2 separate regions of the Sus scrofa genome follow, and region 1 is linked to region 2. A link is a contact called in public HiChIP or PLAC-seq data. All regions are on one chromosome and are shown on one strand. Each heading gives the region's core, a stretch centred on a gene start, on an enhancer-like site or on the middle of the called end of the contact. The rest is flanking DNA. Distances are from core to core; before and after follow the strand shown. Region 1 holds the start of THEM5 (acyl-coenzyme A thioesterase THEM5). Region 2 holds the start of S100A10 (S100 calcium binding protein A10).

Region 1 (5,507 bases), core at 194-2,693, 50 kb before region 2:
CCAATCTGCACTCTTATGTTTTTTTTGTTTTTTTTGTCTGTACCTGTGGCATGCAGCAATCAGAGCAGGGTACAACCTGTCTCTACCACGGTGACCTGAATCACAGCAGTGACCCAAGCCATAGTAATGACAATGCTAGATCCTTAGCCCACTTGGCCACAAGTCAAGTCCTACAATAGTAATGACAATGCTAGAACCTTAGCCCACTTGGCCACAAGTCAAGTCCTACAACTGCTTTTAGTTCTCAAGACATCTGTTCCACCTGTATGTTCTCTCAGTACTTACCATAATACATATATTGTAAAAATTTATACTGTCATTCCTTTCTCCCAAACTAAATTGTGAGCTCGGTGAGGGAAAAGGTTGTTTCTTATTCATCTTTATACTATTAGTAACCAACACCTAACATACTGTTAGAGATTAATTAATATTAATATTTATGTATTCATGAATACATCAATGATCAAAACGTAGGGATATTGGAACAGACAACATTTATTTTTGTCTTTTTTTTGTGGGGGGGGGAGCCATACAGGCGGCATATGGAGGTCCCCAGGCTAGGGGTCCAATTGGAGCTGTAGCTGCTGGCCTACACCACAGCCACATCACCTCGGGATCCGAGCCGCGTCTGCGACCTACACCACAGCTTACAGCAATGCCAGATCCTTAACCCACTGAGCAAGGCCAGGGATCCAACCCACGTCCTCATGGATACTAGTCGGGTTTGTTAACTGCTGAGCCATGAGAACTCCCCAGGCAACATTTATGTAATACTAAAACCAGAAACTGCTGGTAAACACTTGCATTATCTCATTTAATCTTGTTAAAACCTTTAAAGCTAAGGAAATTTTACCTTACCAACTTTACCAACCTTTAAAGGTAGGAGAAGGCAGGATTATTTGACAAGCAGAGAACGAGGATTAAATCCTTGAAGAGACGTGCTCTTCTCCTGAGCGTATAATGCAATAGTTATGAGCCATATTCAGATCCAAACACACCAAGTGTTTTCTGTGTGACCCTGCTTAAGTCACAACCTTTCTTTACTAATATTAGTAGTTTAGTAAAGAATTAGTAGTTTATTCCTTGACCTGTTGACCTGATTCAAGCATCCTGCACACTTCTTTAAAACAGCACCCTCCTGTCCAGTTTCTTAAGGTTTGAATCTCAAGGCTGAAAGGTCCGGCGACCCCCGACCACATTGACGCCTTTTGGAGCTGACGTTAGCTTTTATTCAGAGGTCAGTTGGCTGAGAAAACGTCTAAATAGATCCGTTATCACAGAAAGTCCCACTTTTCTGCCCACTTTGGCCGCCAGGCGCCGGAGACTCACCCGCGCAGGGGGCCGCGCAAGGCCGGGAGCGGACGCAGGCGCGCGGCGCAGCCCCTCAGCGTGGCTCAGACTGCGCGTCCGGCTCTGAATCGCGGCAAAGGCCACCTCCCCTGCCCGCCCGCGCGTAGGCATTTAACCCAGCGGAGCGGAACGGAGGGCGGACCCTGGCGGCGCGGGTGGGAGTGGGCGCGTGTCTGCAAAGGGCGGTGAGAGGGAGGGGCTTGAAGGCAGGCTGGACGTCGGACTTTTTTTCCTCCTCCGGCGCAGGAGCCACTTTCCTGGCAACTGTAAAGCTCCGCGAAGGCGGCTGGAGAGAGGCGCGTGGGAGCTGCGACCCCGGGGCTCGCAGAGGGCAAGGAGGCCAAGGCGGGCTGGACTGTACCTGCCGCCCGCGGCCCCCAGCGCTCCCAGGGAGGATTCGTTGGCCTTATTGCCCTATTACGCTGGCCGAATTCTGTGCTCTCCGTTTCCAAGTTATTCTCAGGCCCGCAGAAGACATAAGGCTTTCAGGTGGGTAGGAGCGCACCCAGTAAATATTTTCTTGGAGGCCTTGGACAAGCCAGTGGGATAAGGTTGGGGCTGATTTGTAGAGAGCCTTCTGGGCTTAAAGGACATTTATACGCTTAAAAAGCTATTTTCTCTGCCCTGCGCCCCCGCCCCAGGGCTCTTAAGTCTGGCTGTTTCAAACACAAGTGGAAATCATAGCAACACCTGAAGGATGCATTCATCTCTTAGCTTTGGAGACGTATCTGAGCTCAAATTCCCACCCCACCACGTAACACCTTCTACCTTCTTCAACTGTACCTGCCCCTGTTTCTTCATTGCTGGGACAACGAATATATCAAATTTTACTTGTTGCCAAGAACTTCTCTTTCAGTAGTAGTCCCGAAGTTAAGTTACCTGAGGTTACCTTGTATTCCTCACACAAAGAAGGTGCCCCCAGGCCAGCGATGTGCAGAAGTTGACCAGTGAGCAGAATGTTAAAACTGTAAGAATTTGGCTAGCCAAGTCTTTTTTTCTTTTTTGGCTGTGCCTGCCTGCTGTTCCCCGGTCCAGGGATCCAACTGCCCACAACAGTGACCCGAGCTGCTTGCAAGAACAACCCTGGATCTTTAACCTACTGGGTCACAAGAGAATCCCCTGGCTAGCCAATTCTTAAGCCCACCATTATTAAAATTTGAATTATGTGAACTTACAGTTAAATAGGTTATATTTTATTTATTTATTTATTTCCTTTTTTGGGCCACACCTGCACATATGGACGTTCTCAGATTAGGAGTTGAATCAGAGTTGCAGCTGTCGGCCTACACCGCAGCCACAGCAACATGGGAGCTGAACTGTGGCTGCGACCTACACCATAGTTCATGGCAACGCTGAAATCCTTAATCCAGTGAGCGAGGCCAGAGGTCTAACTAGAATCCTCATGGAAACTAGTTGGGTTCGTAAGCTGCTGAGCCACAACGGGAACTCCCAAATAGGTTATATTTTTAAAATGAAGGTATTGACATTGACCCTCCCATGTCAGTCCCCAACAAGGGTCTTTTGGCTCTGTCTCCTTGGAGCCAGCAGGTAATTGAGTTTGGTTCAGAAGCAAAGGAAGGCTTGATCCTTTGATCAAAGATTGGAGAGGTGTGAGTTTGTGCTCTAAAGCACATCCTCTGTGAAAGGTGGGGTTGCTTTATAGGGTTCTTGTCAGCAGGGAGGGGTGGGGTCCTCACTGCCCTGCGCAGCTGTGCTGTTCAAGGCTGAGGAAAGCGCTGCCAGCAGCAGGGCTCTGCACACTGCCTGTTGCTTCTGCCTTCTTGACTTGCAGTGTTCTTTCTCCACAGTGCTTCTGCACACCGTCTCCTGAATTGAAGTGTGGGCGCAGCCATTTCCCACTAGGAATTTTGGTCTGACGGGTCAGGTGCAAGACCTTTGCGTGCAACACCCGATGAGCAAGTGAAATTAGACTAAGCGCAAAGGAAAAGGTTAGACTTTCTTTTTATTACCCAGATTTTATTTTTATTTCTCAGCCGTTGTTAATGGGTGTTGCTCATGGCAGTGATACTAAAAACTGTAACTGTCTAATTATTTTTTGCTTTGTAGGGCCACACCTGCAGCATATTCCCAGGCTTGGGATCGAATCGGAGCCACAGCCACAGCAATGGGAGATCCAAGCCACATCTGCGACCTACACCACAGCACGTGGCAATGTCGGATCCTTAACCCACTGAGCTAGGCCAGGGATTGAACCTGTGTCCTCATGGATACTAGTCAGGTTCCTTACCACTAAGCCACAACGGGAACTCCCGTTTTTTTCAACTTTGCTTTTGTTGAATTCATCATTAAAGACTCCCATAGGATTTATTTACTTATTTATTTATTTACATTTATAATGATTTTTATTTTTTTCCATTATAGCTGGTTTACAGTGTTCTGTCAATTTTCTGCTGTACAGCAAGGTGATCCAGTTACACATACATGAATACATTCTTTTTTCTCACATTTTCATGTTCCATCCTAAGTGACGAGACATAGTTCCCAGTGCTATACAGCAGGATCCCGTAAGATTTATTTTATAAAGACACCTGAATTTATAGATCCAACCAAACTGTTAGACAGATTCCAGTAATGAGTAGGGTCTGCTAAACTGGATAAGCAATATCCTTTGAAGAATTCTCATTTGGGAGTTCCCGTCCTGGCACAGTGGTTAACGGATCCGACTAGGAACCATGAGGTTGCGGGTTCGATCCCTGCCCTTGCTCAGTGGGTTGACGATCTGGCGTTGCCATGAGCTGTGGTGTAGGTCGCAGACGCGGCTCGGATCCCAAGTTGCTGTGGCTCTGGCGTAGGCTGGCAGCTACAGCTCCAATTAGACCCCTGGCCTGGGAACCTCCCATATGCCGCCGGAGCGGCCCAAGAAATGGCAAAAAGACAAAAAAAAATAAAAAATAAAAAAGAATTCTCATTTAAGAAAGCTTGTTTTTTCCCTGGTATGCCAGTAGTAATAAAAAGCACACTTATAAATGGAGTTCCCGCTGTGGTGCAATGGAATTGGCGCTTGGGAGCACTGGGACGAAGGTTCAGTCCCCAGCCCAGCACAATGAGTTAAGGATCTGGCATTGCCGCAGCTGCAGCTTAGGTCATAACTAAGGCTTGGATCTGATCTCTGGTCTGGGAACTCCATATGCTATGGGGTGGCCAAAAAGGAAAATAAGTAAATAAATACTTATAAATGCCCAATACATTTTTTTTTTTTTTGGCTTTTTAGGGCCGCACCAGTGGCATATAGAGGTTCCTAGGCTAGGGGTCTATTTGGAGCTACGCCTGCCGGCCTACACCACAGCAACACAGGATCCAAGCTGTGTCTGCTTGACCTATACCACAGATCACGGCAACGCCAGATCCTTAACCCACTGAGCAAGGCCAGGGATCGAACCCACAACCTCATGGTTCCTAGTGGGATTCTTTTCCACTGCACCAATACATAGTTTAAGGCACACATATGACTAAAGAAACATCCAGTTCTGTAGTGGGATTCCTGTAGGCCATTCTTCCTTTACAGTTGTATAAAACCATTTAGGATTAGACACTTAGCCAAATGCCTTAAGAGTCTTGGAAAGGAAAGCCACAATAGATTACCTGTGACACTGTCCCTGTTCCTTCACCCCTAAGTGATGAAATCTGAGTTAAGTCTTGAGGGACGGGAGCCAAGGAGGACTGTCAGCAGAGGAGTGACATTATCCGATTATTATTTCAGAAAGGTCATGGCGGAGGCTATCAAAGTTGTGTTGGAATCAGGGAGACTTTGTGGTGGTGGCTGTGAGTGAAGGGCTTTGGCAGTGGAAGAGACCTGGGGTGTGGGAGAGAGGAAGAGTCAGGATGTCACCCCATTTCTGAGCTTGGGTGGGGGATGGTGGAAGATACTCTTCACAGTGGGAGAAGGAGAAGTGTCTGGGAGCAAGAGGGGAGAAAAAAGAGCTCCATTTTAGAGATTCCTGTGGAGATGTCCAGTGAGCAAATAGAAAAGGCACGATCTCGAGAGAGACCTGAAAATGTCCTTTGACTTAATGACACAGAACATATTAGAGACGTCAGCAAGAGCTGTTTAGGTGAAGTGAGGCTGGAGGCCAAACGGGAGCGCCCAGAGGAATGAGTAGGAGTAAACAAATGTGTACAGACAGGAACGGACTGAC
Region 2 (5,456 bases), core at 1,307-3,806:
TTAAAGTCTCTTAACAAACTTTTATTTCCAATAGCATGATCAAGTCCTTGACAAAGAAAACTCCTTATAAAAGACCTCATGTGATTATTTAGAGAGTTAAGTTTTAGATCATTGTTCTATGGGTTTTAAAGAGGCACTTGTGATACCATGGGGCGTGTTAGGTTTAAAGAGGGTAGGCAGATGGTCCTCATTTCTTGGCACATCTGAGGCCAACCTAGTGTGGCTTCACATCACATTAGCCAGGTGACCTTAAGTAAGTCACATAGCTTTGGTGGGCCTTTGTATAACAGCTAAGAATTGAAGTAGGACCAGAGTGTCTCTAAGATTGCTTCTATTCTTAATGCGTTGGCCCGTCTATGCCATCCTGTACTCTTTGCTGGATGTTTTTACATTGAATGTACTTCAAAAGCAATATATGTAATGGAATCCTAAACTCCCCATGACTCTTAATGCCAGTGCATGGAACTGGGATGGACAGGCAAGATCCCCTTTGTTTTTTCTTTTATCCTGCTTTCATTGTGATTGACTTGATCGCTCCTTTCTGTAGTGATGGTGCTTAGAAGTGGGAAAGGGTGGTTTCTCCTGCAGGGTCCATGCCGTCAACCAGAAGGAGATATGGCCCTTTACCGGTGTTAAAGGGCTCAGGTAAAGTATTTATGAATTCCACGGACTCGTATATGTGAGGGAGGGAATAGACACTCAGTGTCTCCAGTGTGCTGGATGTTTATAAACTGCACTCAGAAATCCCTTAAGGTGAAGCAGCAGCATTTCCCACATGCCCTAAGAAATCAACTCCAACCTGTCTATACAGCTGCCTCTGCTTTTGGTGGGTTTCAGTTAATTCTGGCCTCGACCCCAGTTTCCTGGCTGAGATCAGAAGGAGTGAAATCTGGATGACATAATGCTCTGTCAATGCAGCGAGTGTGGATGTGCCTGGAATTATGACCCCATCCTTGAATAAATTAAACTGCCATGTTTAGTACTCATTGCTGAACACTTGAATTTATCAAGCCACAGAGCCTTTAGGAGGAAGGGTCTTTGTCTCATGTGATGGTCATCCTGGCTTCTAACTCCTGAGTATTTAGGAATAGACCCAGAGTGCCTTTGTTTGTGTGGTGGGAAGCTTTACAATAAGCACATTTTGTCCTTGAATTTAATGCCTGCCTGGAAGGGTCACAGAACGTGAAAGTGATCTTGGAGGTAATCACGTCCAGCCCTCTCATTTTACAGAGGAGGGAACTGAGGCCCAGAAAACTGAAGCAACCTGCCTGATATTAGTTCGGGCAGAGCCAGATCATCTAATTCCTGGTCTGGGGCTATATCACAGAACTCAACAAAAGCAGAGCAACAGTATCCTCGAACTCATTCTGGGAGAGCATTGTGGTAACTGCAGCTCTGAGAAGCTAGTTAAGCTATTTATATCTGTTTGACTGGTACTGATGACATGCGAATCATTATGTACTACAAAACCCTATGTTTACTGAGTCAGGAGTCAGAGGCTTGACTAATGCCATTTACCAGGCAGATGACAAGAGAAAGGACCCTGCCTTTAACCATCACCTCCCTCCACCCTTTAGAGGTAATGCAATATTCCACACCAAGCACAGTGATGCTTCAAGCACCTCTGACTGTGGCAGCGAGAGAAGGGCTTGCATTTCAATCTACTATTTTGTTAGGCAATGTTTCACTTTCAGTGAAATGCAGTAACCATCTCTCCAGGGCCTGCAGTATAAAAGAACTACTGTGCTTTGTGGCCTGATGTCCTGAATGATGTATCTGAGCTGATGGGAGATCCTCTTCCTTCACTGATCCCTCTCAGGCTGTCAGAGGTGAGGCATAAACCCAAACTGTTCTCCTATGTTCACACAGCCTTTTCAGTGGGAAAAGCAGTTATTTCTTGAGCAATGCCTGGCTCTCATTTAGTAAATTTCACACCATTCCCTTATAGTAGAGCTCGAAAAAAGAATTTTAAAGCCTTTATCTGAAGGGATTTAAGAAAGGAGATTCAAGCTGCTCAAAGGACAGCCTGAGGACAGCCAGGCACCCTGGTTGATTACTCCCTGGTGCAAGGCCTTTTTTCCTGCAACTCTGTCTCTATGGAGGCAGATGACTCCAGATAAAGTCGCTCTAACACCTCAAACTGTGGTGATTTGTGTGTAGTCTCATTTCACCTCCAAACTGAAAGCTCCTTGAGGGCAGAGGCAGTGTCTTCTTTACTTTCTGTTTCCAACCCCACTGTCTTACAAACAGTAGGCACTCAGTATATTTAATCAATAAATGAATGAAAACACCTTTCTAGCACTGACTTCCCCCGGGAAGGGCTGGAAAGAGGAAGGGACAGGAACCAGGGCCCAGAAGCACTGATTTCTATGTCTGGTTCTCTCTGAGCCTTTCAATACTTACTTCCAAAAATCCCGGGAACTCCTTTTCCATGAGTACTCTCAGGTCCTCCTTTGTTAGGTAGCCTTTATCCCCAGCAAATTTGTGAAATGTGAACATCATGGTTTCCATGGCATGTTCCATTTGAGACGGCATTTTCGTGAGGTCTGTTGAAACCTATTAAAGGATGTGAAGCGACAGAATTTACATTTTTTCCCCCTTTTTTGGCTGCCCTGTGGTATATGGAGTTCCCAGGCCAGGGATCAGATCTGAGCTATAGCTGCCACCTAAGCCACAGCTGTGGCAACACCAGATCCTTAACCTACTGTGCCAAGCCCAGGAACGAACCTACATCCCAGAGCTCCCAAGATGCAGCTTATCCCATTGCACCACAGCGGGAACTCCTACATTAACTTTTAAACCACATGATTTACCAGTCTTTTGAGAATGATTGGAAGAGGGCAATTTGCTCATCCAGTCCATCCTTTTTAACTGTAAAATTCAATGAATACATCAGGACCAATTCATCCCAGGTTTGGGGTCTCCTGCTGATGGAAATAGGCACTTTAGGTACTGCTGCTCTGAAGGAGGGATTGATCTAGTTGCCTGTTAACTGCACAAATCACCCAATGAAGAATAAAAATTCTAATCATTTGGAAAAGCAAGATCAGTGCCCCTCTTTTTAACTGACAAAGCTCCTACTGAGAGATGTTTCATCATTTCTCTTGGCACCGGTAAATGGGACTCAGATATAGCTGAATACCAACAACTCGCACAGTCAAGCTTGGTTAATACGAAAACTTCAATTCTCCAAAAGCTGAATTAAGTAACTTAGTTTAGTTTAAGTCTATGCTTAAGAAATCTGCTTACAAATGACTTTCATATGCTGAGTATGTATTCTTTACTAAAAGTTCTGAACTTGCTATAGATTCTAACAAACATCTGCATCTTTGGTAGTGAGTTGCAGTTGCCCTCCTCAAATAAAGCTACCCAAAGCCCATTATCTACTTTCTTGAAAAAGAACAGGTAATAGTATATCCATCCTAATTCCTTTGGGGATCTGATATATCCTTGGCAGCACTAGACAAAAGACCTACTCTCACCGTCTGGGGTGCAGTGGGAGAGCAAGAGCTTTTCATTGTGAATAGTTAAAGAAAGGAGTTCTTTTGTGGTGCAGTGGGTTAAGGATCTGGCATTGCCACTACTGCAGTTTGGGTTTGATCCCTGGCCTGGGGGCTTCCATATGCCAGGGATGCGGCCTAAATAAATAAATTAATTAAATAAAAAGATAAAGGAGATGTCAGATTGTTATATTCAGGTATAATAATCTGAGGACATGTGTCTAATCAAGACATACACTTGGTACCCAACAGGAGCCCACTGAATTTTGCTTAATTGGAAGGCAGGCTTTGGCCAGAACAGAGTAGCTTTAGTTAACAGCACCTAAAATCACTCCAGGATAAGAAACAGATGAACTTGAATAGAGACTGTAATATATACCGTGGGAAAAAAAAAAGATAAGAATAGGTTTTGAACAGAGGTTGAAGGAAAGTCTGGCATCTTCCCCTGAAGGGTTGATACAGGAACCAGAGACGTGGTTTCAGCCTGGTTTCTGCTGCTGACATATGCGTGTGTAACATATCCCTGAATACTATCTTTTATGGGGGAAGAGGGTGGAGTTGGTGAACACAAGGATTGAGCAAGTACATGTCAAAAGTTCTACCCCTTAATCCCCAGAAAAGTACAGGAATCAGCATGCCAAAGAATGTGCTACTCTAGAGAATGTTATAAACCAGAATCTGGCATGATTCATCTGGCAGGCAGGTCTCTTGGAGAGAGCAAAAAATTCAAGGTCCACTGTGGGATGAATTCCAGGGGAACCACACCTTTTCTCCTTTCTTCTGACACAGTCAGGATCTGGCTTCAGATGGCAGTGGGCTTCAGATGGCAGTGGCCGAGATTGGCTCTGGAAGTACAGCAACTTAAGAGATCTGAGCTGAATAAATCACCTATGGGAGAAGGCTGTGTGGCGTCCCACCCCAGTTCTGAATAACTAGGAAAGCAGTCAGCCACCACAGAGGTTTAAAAATACCTCTAGCTCAAGTGGCAGAGTCCTTCACAACCAATGCCTGAGGGTCCCAGAAACTCCAACTGGCTGTGGGATATCGAGTTTACTTTCTTCACAGGGCAGAACAGAAGGAAAATGCACAGCAAAGCCAGAGAAGTAAGAAAGGGAAGGCAGCAGGCTAAGGACCCCTAAAATAGAAAACAGGCTAATTTAGGAACTTCTAAGAAATAAAGGTTGTAAGCTGAGGAAGTCTTGGCCACCCTTGAATATGTTCTTCAAGAGACTGAGACCAGTTTTCTCTGAGGAGCACTCAGGTCTCAGGTCACTCCAAACCCACCCCTTCCTAGTCTGTGCTCATTATCCAGTGCTGGAGCTTTTCTGCCCCACCGGATCCCCTTTGCTGTATACTCAGCACATGGGCTGTGCACACAGCAGCCAGAAGACTCCCTGTTTGTCTGGAAGACTGTCTGCAATAAGAAGGCAGAACAGGGGCTGATCAGAAGATCCACGGTCGTGAAAAGGAAAATAGTTTTGAAAACCAGAGGAGAGGGGGAGTTCCCGTCATGGCTCAATGGTTCACGAACCCGACTTGCATCCATGAGGACTTGGGTTCACTCTCTGGCCTCACTCAGCGGGTTAAGGATCCAGCATTGCTGCAAGCTGTGGTGTAGATCCCACACACTGGTTTTAAAGTAAGATGAAGGAAAAGGGGGAAATGTCATTAACACTGCTCTCTCGGCTGGTGGATAAATCGTGCAGCTCTTCTAGAGTGCGGCAGCCGCCCAACTGAGTCAGCCGGCTCAGCCCTCCCATCCTGGGCAGGCCTTGCTCAGGCTGGGATGGTGGCAGCAGCACTGACCACTGGTTGATAAAACAGCAGTTCGGGGACCTGAATCTGGTATTTCCATCCACCCAGTCATCCGGTGAGCTCCATTCCAGGACAGGGGTTGGACTCTAGTTTCTGGCTCAGAAACACTTCCACTGGATAGCCTTGGGTCTGGGGCTGGGA

What was found. HiChIP or PLAC-seq counts read pairs in DNA pulled down with a chosen protein or histone mark.
Region 1: an H3K27ac HiChIP or PLAC-seq map of skeletal muscle shows a contact between it and region 2. The contact joins the promoter of THEM5 here to the promoter of S100A10 in region 2. A contact is called at or near these places in 2 of 5 promoter capture datasets (liver and skeletal muscle), 32 of 47 Hi-C or Micro-C datasets (adipocytes, adipose tissue, alveolar macrophages and 16 more) and 2 of 2 datasets of contacts at active chromatin or transcription factors (alveolar macrophages and skeletal muscle).

The regions. Positions count from the first base shown.
Region 1 is chr4:97,315,515-97,321,021 of Sscrofa11.1, reverse strand. It overlaps THEM5 (acyl-coenzyme A thioesterase THEM5), which reads right to left and starts at 1,443. Exons shown (of 8, transcript XM_021089841.1): 1 at 1,330-1,443. LOC110260323 (a long non-coding RNA gene) reads left to right here and starts at 1,600. Exons shown (of 4, transcript XR_002343437.1): 1 at 1,600-1,839; 2 at 3,159-3,299.
Region 2 is chr4:97,266,180-97,271,635 of Sscrofa11.1, reverse strand. It overlaps S100A10 (S100 calcium binding protein A10), which reads right to left and starts at 2,556. Exons shown (of 2, transcript NM_001291924.1): 1 at 2,404-2,556. The coding sequence starts at 2,535.